2 separate regions of the Triticum aestivum genome follow, and region 1 is linked to region 2. Evidence: chromatin contacts called from public Hi-C data. All regions are on one chromosome and are shown on one strand. Each heading gives the region's core, a stretch centred on a gene start, on an enhancer-like site or on the middle of the called end of the contact. The rest is flanking DNA. Distances are from core to core; before and after follow the strand shown.

The links. A called contact is a pair of places that touch in the nucleus more often than the background predicts.
Region 1: a Hi-C map of leaf shows a contact between it and region 2, with 7 times the contacts expected there. The contact joins the promoter of LOC123155519 here to the promoter of LOC123162606 in region 2. A contact is called at or near these places in 2 of 5 Hi-C or Micro-C datasets (both in leaf).

Annotation. Positions count from the first base shown.
Region 1 is chr7B:537,316,812-537,319,656 of IWGSC CS RefSeq v2.1, forward strand. LOC123155519 reads right to left here and starts at 1,373. Exons shown (of 6, transcript XM_044573681.1): 1 at 1,094-1,373; 2 at 319-920. The coding sequence starts at 863.
Region 2 is chr7B:536,933,624-536,936,781 of IWGSC CS RefSeq v2.1, forward strand. It overlaps LOC123162606 (pentatricopeptide repeat-containing protein At4g16470), which reads left to right and starts at 1,672. Exons shown (of 2, transcript XM_044580373.1): 1 at 1,672-3,158. The coding sequence starts at 1,773. The coding sequence ends at 3,038.

The DNA of each region.
Region 1 (2,845 bases), core at 123-2,622, 380 kb after region 2:
CGACTTGATATTTACGATTCACGTCCAACATTGTGATCCCACGACTCCTATTGATGCATAGATCTGATCCAAGGGTAACTGAGCAGTGTCGTACAAAAGTCGTAAAAAAAATATCGTACACATAGCACTGCTCTTTACCCTGCCAGCGCGGGAAACCCAAGGCCAAGAGTGTATAATATCAGTTACTAACTGCCTAACAGGGTATTCTGCTTGTTCATTTCTTTCTCAAACAATACAATCAGACAATCTGGAAACAGGATTGCATAATCATCCAACCAGTACCATTGAATGCATACAAGGAACTGCCAACAGACTCACCTGGGCATCGCGGAAGCTTGACCGCCATTAGCATGAGCTGAAAAGGGAGAATTCACTTCCAGGTCACCATTGCCTGCCTCATCACCAGTCTCACAAAGGGAGTCTGCGAACGAGCTCGAGCACTCCGTGCTATCCCCTCCTCGCTGGTCAGTCGAGTCCTCCGGACTCGCCATGGGCAGTTTATAGGAGGAGGAGGAAGCTATCCCCACAAAATCGGCACCCAAAGGCCGGGTGCAAGGGGCGAGAACGGCGCCTTCGCCCTCGCAGTGCTCGGGCTCGGATTTCACCCGCACCTTGCCCAGATTCTCCTTGCCCCCGTCGCCCTTGCCGTTGACATCCATGGCCAGGGCAGGGTCATCTGAGGAGTCGATACCGTCCTCACAAACCGCTGTGGCCGCGTCATCGGAGCGGAATTCACCGGGCACAGAACCGCCTCCCGGAGCGACGGATCGCTCCCCGTCGGCTTCGGACTTCAGCGCGTTCTGGCTGTTGCCGCCGCCGACCTCGCCCTCGACGTCCAAAGCCGGAGCCGAAGCCGGCGCCATGGGTGCCGGCGAGCAACGGAGAGATCCCCGAGGCGCCCGAGGCGGAATCACAGAACCCTGCAGCAGATTACAGCAGCAACCGCTGAGAAATTCGCACAGAAAGTAACCTAGCGGACACGAAAACAGATAACATCGCCGCGTCGCGGGAAAAAGGAAGATCCAATTGCCCATGGAACGGGCGAGAGAAACGCGAGACCGAGCAGGGCCATAGGCGTAGGGATTGGGCTTACCGGCAGGGCCGCGAGGGGCGGCGAACTCCGACAAATCGCCTGCGGGGGAGGATCAGGGCGACCGGAATGGGGGCTGAGGACTGGGAATTGGGGGTTCTCGGCCCGGAGTCGAGAGATCGATTTGGGGATTCCGTTGGCTCCACTGTGTTGTTGTGTTTGCGCCTATTTCTTGCGGAGGAAGAGGAACGGGCATCCTCGAGCGGGCGAGCCCTCTCTCTCTCTCTCTCTTCTTTTTCCCCCCTCTCCTCAACGTTTGATGGGGTCGGGCGAGCGAGCCGTGGAAAAGCGGCTCTCCTCTGCCTGCCGTGGCGAATTATAACGGCGCAACGCCAGCGTGCCGTCACTACTCCTGCATTACGATCTCGACTACTTGCCCCTTCCAGTCAGGCAAGCAAGATCAAGGATACGGTAGCTCGTTAACATATTCCATAACTTTTTGGGGGGAATTGCTCTCGGCCGTGCGAGGGCGATGTACTGCGGTGGTCTTGACACGGTGGCGAGGTGTTGCGACAGCGGCGGTGTGACTCCGACAGTTTGGCCAATCTGTTGATGGGGGTGGGAGAGGTGCGACGGTTCGGATGAAAATCCTGCTCATCCTTCGGAGCTAGCGGTGACGACGCCCGTGGGTGTCGTTTTCCTTGTTGGAGGCGTCGCCAAGGTGTGTCGGCATCTTCCCTCCTTGATCAGATTGTGGTCCTCGGGCGAAAGCCTTGTCCGTTGCAGGACCGACTATGGCGGCGGTGTGGCGTCATCACTCTATTGAGAGCATCGCATGTGGAGACCTGGCCTGGACCTGGCCTGGTGGTTCTGTCTGTGGTGCTTGCCGCTGCCCGAGTTAATCTTCGTGGGCGCTATGTATGCAGCTGCCGGTGATTCCAATACGATGGCTTTCTCATGGCTGACCGAGTCCCGCTATTCACTCGTCGTCTCCTCTTAGGCATTCAAGGGTGGGTAGTGCGTTGGCAAGGGAAATCCAGTTGGAGTTATTACTCTTCAAGGCGACTGACTTTTGTTGTGACGCGGCTAGATGATTGACTTAGGGCAAGCCCTTTTCCGTTGTGTTTGTACTTGTCATAGTGGAGTGTGGAGTTCCAACTACACTTGTTGTTCGCAGCAAGTTGTAGTCTTTTGTAATTGACTTCCGCCTTCTATAAAAATATGGTACGCCTAGGTGTGTCATCGGAAAAAATTGGGGGGAAAGCTTTATCTTTGCAAACATGAAGCTCCCATCGAGTTCGTTTTCCACATTGCCGCTTGGGCCTCCTCCTATCTCTGGTCGGGCTATCTCGTCGGCGGCCAGGAGCAGGTACCGTTCCTTTTGTTGTTCTTAATTAGTTATAGCATGTTCTTGTTTTCTGAATTTTTGTTTCCATGGCGGCATCGATGAGGTTGAAATAGTGATGAAGCATTGGAGTAACGTCTCTTCTAGCTGTCTCGTCGGCGGCCAGGAGTAGGGACCGTTCCTTTTGTTGTTCTTAGTTAGTTCTAGCGGGTTCTTGTTTTCTGTATTTTCTCCATGGCGGCATCGGTGAGGTTGAAACAATGATGAAGCTTTAGAGTAATGTCTCTTCCTGATTCAACGACATTCAACCCAACACCAATGAAGGGCCCGTGAGAATAGGTCTTGTCATATTTATTGCTTCTCTTCAGATCTTGTTAGTTGATGTGTCAATCAAGAATCAGTTAGCTCGCTCTTCGGGCGACAACTTTGACCTCTTCTTTCAATATGTTTGCAGTATGCCTCAGTTTCTT
Region 2 (3,158 bases), core at 422-2,921:
AAACGTTTTTAACAGATAAAGAATACAAATGGGCTGGCCTAGCGTGGAGGATGGGAGTGCGCCGCACACCTTTGTTAGCTATGTAACAGAAATTCCTAAAAAGAGTTGTGTAACAGAAAAAAAGACATTTTTAACCGACAAAAGAAATACAAATGGGCTGGCCCAGCATCGAGCACGGGTGCGCGCCCTGTACCCCTTTTAGCAGTGAATGAAAAAGGCATTCCCTATTTAGCGCTGCAGGCGCCCGTTACAGGCCATTTAGCGCTGCAGGCGACTGGGCCGGCCCGTTTAATTCTTTCTTCTTTTCCTGTTAAAAGTCAAAAAAAAGGTGCGACCGCTGAGACTCGAACTAAAGACCTTTTAAATCTGAGCTACGCGTACAAGCCACTATGCCATCTCAACTGATTGTGCAGACTCAAATCCTTTTCCCTATTTACCTTTACAGTTCGCGGAACTTTATTCTTTTTCTTTTCCTTTTTTTCATTTTTCTAGGAGCTGTTTTGTTCAGATTTTCTCTCTCTTTTTTTTGGCTAAATACGTGAACTTTCTATGCAAAATCATGATTTTTTCTAAAAAAAATCAATGACCATTTCTTCAAGGCCGATGAATGTTTTCTCGAAATCGATGAACACTTTTACAAAATCGATGAACTTTTTTTCGAAATTGATGAATGTTTTTCCAAAACGACGAACTTTTTTCAATGTTGATGAACTTTTTTTCAAAATCTATGAGCTACTTTTCAGATTCATGTTATTTTTTCCAAAATCGGTGAACTTTTTTCAAAATCCATGAACTTTTTTAAATTTTGATGAACTTTTTTGAAAATTGATGAACATTTTTTCAATTCAATGAACTTTTTCTCAAAATCCATGAACTTTTTTTGAAATTTGATGAACTTTTTTTGAATTCGATGAACTTTTCTTCAGAAACAGTGAACTTTTTTTCAAATTTGTGAACTTTTTTCAAATTGGTTGAAGGTTTTTTCGAAATTGATGATCTTTGTTCATTTTTCACGAACCTTTTTTCAGAATTCGTGGGTTTTTTTCTGAATTTATTTTTCAAATAATTAATTCTGGGTATATAGTATATCTCTAGAGGAAGGGTTAAATGTTCCTCGTTTCTAATAGTAGACAAGCTTGGCCGCTTGGTCTGGGGGTTCGGGTGTTACGTTTCTCTTCCTTAGACAGTGGGTTCGAGTCTCAGTTTTTGCATGTTACATCAGTAGGTTTTTTACCGTCTTTTTTCCTTGATTGGGCCGGCCCGCTAGCTCACGTATTTTGCAGCGCCGACTAAGAAGAGCTCCCATGAAAAAAAGACATTTTTAACAGACAAAAAGAATACGAATGGGCTGGCCCAGCGCGGAGGACGGGGTGCGCGCTGTAGTCAGCACTACTGCTTCTTGGCCCACCAGCCAGACGAATCCCACCATATAAGCTTTTTTATGCTTCATTGTCTCAAAAAAAAAAAACTTTTTTATGCTTCAAACAACGCCAGAGTTTGATTTAGACTGAAATTGCATAGTTTAGGGGTGCAACTGACGAGATTTTGATTTGGGGGTTCGTTTCACCAAACCTCTACAAGTTTAAGGTTTAAAATGGATTTTTTTTCTGAAAAGGTCTGTTACAGAACTACAGACTGATATGCAAACCCTCGTTTTTATCTTTGAAACAGGAAGGTTTCCGTTGGAATTCAGAAGAACAACATTCTTCTGAGCAACTAAAACATGCTATGGTTAATTCCCCTGTTCTGACCCTGCCTGATTTCCCTAGGCCATGGACTCGAGTAGCCTAGCGCGAAAGCTGAGGTCGCTGTGCATCGGGGGGCAGCTCTCCCGGGCCGTGAGCCTCCTCCACCGGAGCGCCGTGTGCGCCGTCTCGGGCGCCTACGCTCTTCTGCTGCAAGAGTGCGTGAACCGGAGGGACGCGAGGCTCGGCAAGAGGATCCACGCGCGCATGGTCTCCACCGGCTTCAGATGCAGCGACTACATGGCCACCAAGCTGCTGATCTTTTATGCGAAGATCGGGGAGCTCAGCGTCGCCCGGGACCTGTTCGACGGAATGCCGCGGAGGGACGTCGTGGCGTGGAACGCGATGATATCCGGGTGCACGCGCGGGGGCGAGGAGGCGCAGGCGGTGGAGATGTTCGGCCTGATGCGGGCGGAGGGGCTGAGGCCGGACCAGTTCACGTTCGCGTCGGTGCTCTGCGCGTGCGCCAGGATGTCCGCGCTGGACCACGGCCGGCGCGTGCACGGCGTCATGGTCAAGTCTGCCGTCGCCGCCGTCAACGTGTTCGCCAACAGCGCGCTCGTCGACATGTACCTCAAGTGCAGCAGCGCCGAGGACGCGCGCCGGGTGTTCGCAGCCGCGCCAGAGCGGAACGTCACCATGTGGACCGCGCTCATCTCCGGGCACGGCCAGCACGGGCACGTGCGCGAGGCGCTGGCGCTCTTCGGCGAGATGACGCGCGACGGGTTCCGGCCGAACGACGTGACGTTCCTCGCTGTGCTCTCGGCCTGCGCACACGGCGGGCTCGTCGACGAGGGGCTTAGGCACTTCTCGTCCATGCCGTCGGACTACGGGCTCACCCCGAAGGGCGCGCACTACGCGGCGGTGGTCGACATGCTCGCCAGGGTCGGCAGGCTCCGCGACGCCTACGAGCTTGTCAAGAACCTGCCGGACTGCCAGGAGCACTCGGTGGTCTGGGGCGCGCTGCTGGGCGCCTGCAGGAAGCACGGCGACGTGGGGCTGGTCGAGCTCGCCGCGCGGCGCTTCTTTCGGCTGCAGCCGGGGAACACCGGCAAGTACGTCGTCCTGGCGAACACTTACGCCGCCTGCGACATGTGGGACAGCGTGGCCGGTATGCATGAGGCCATGAAGTCGCTCGGCATTCGGAAGGACCCTGCTTGGAGCGCCGTCGAAGTCCAGGGGAAGAAGCACATCTTCCTAGCCAGAGACACATACCACGACGAGCGTTGGGAGATATACGAGGCCTGCAATGCCTTGGCCCGTGCGATCACTGAGCAACCCTTGCGAGTGTGAGCTATGGTGGAAAACATCGGCAATCACTGCTGGTCGGAGATGTTCATAAATCCTTGCGATTTGTTGAGTGACGATGCTGGCCTTGTCGTTTGTCAGCAATTCAGCTGTATCCATTGACTG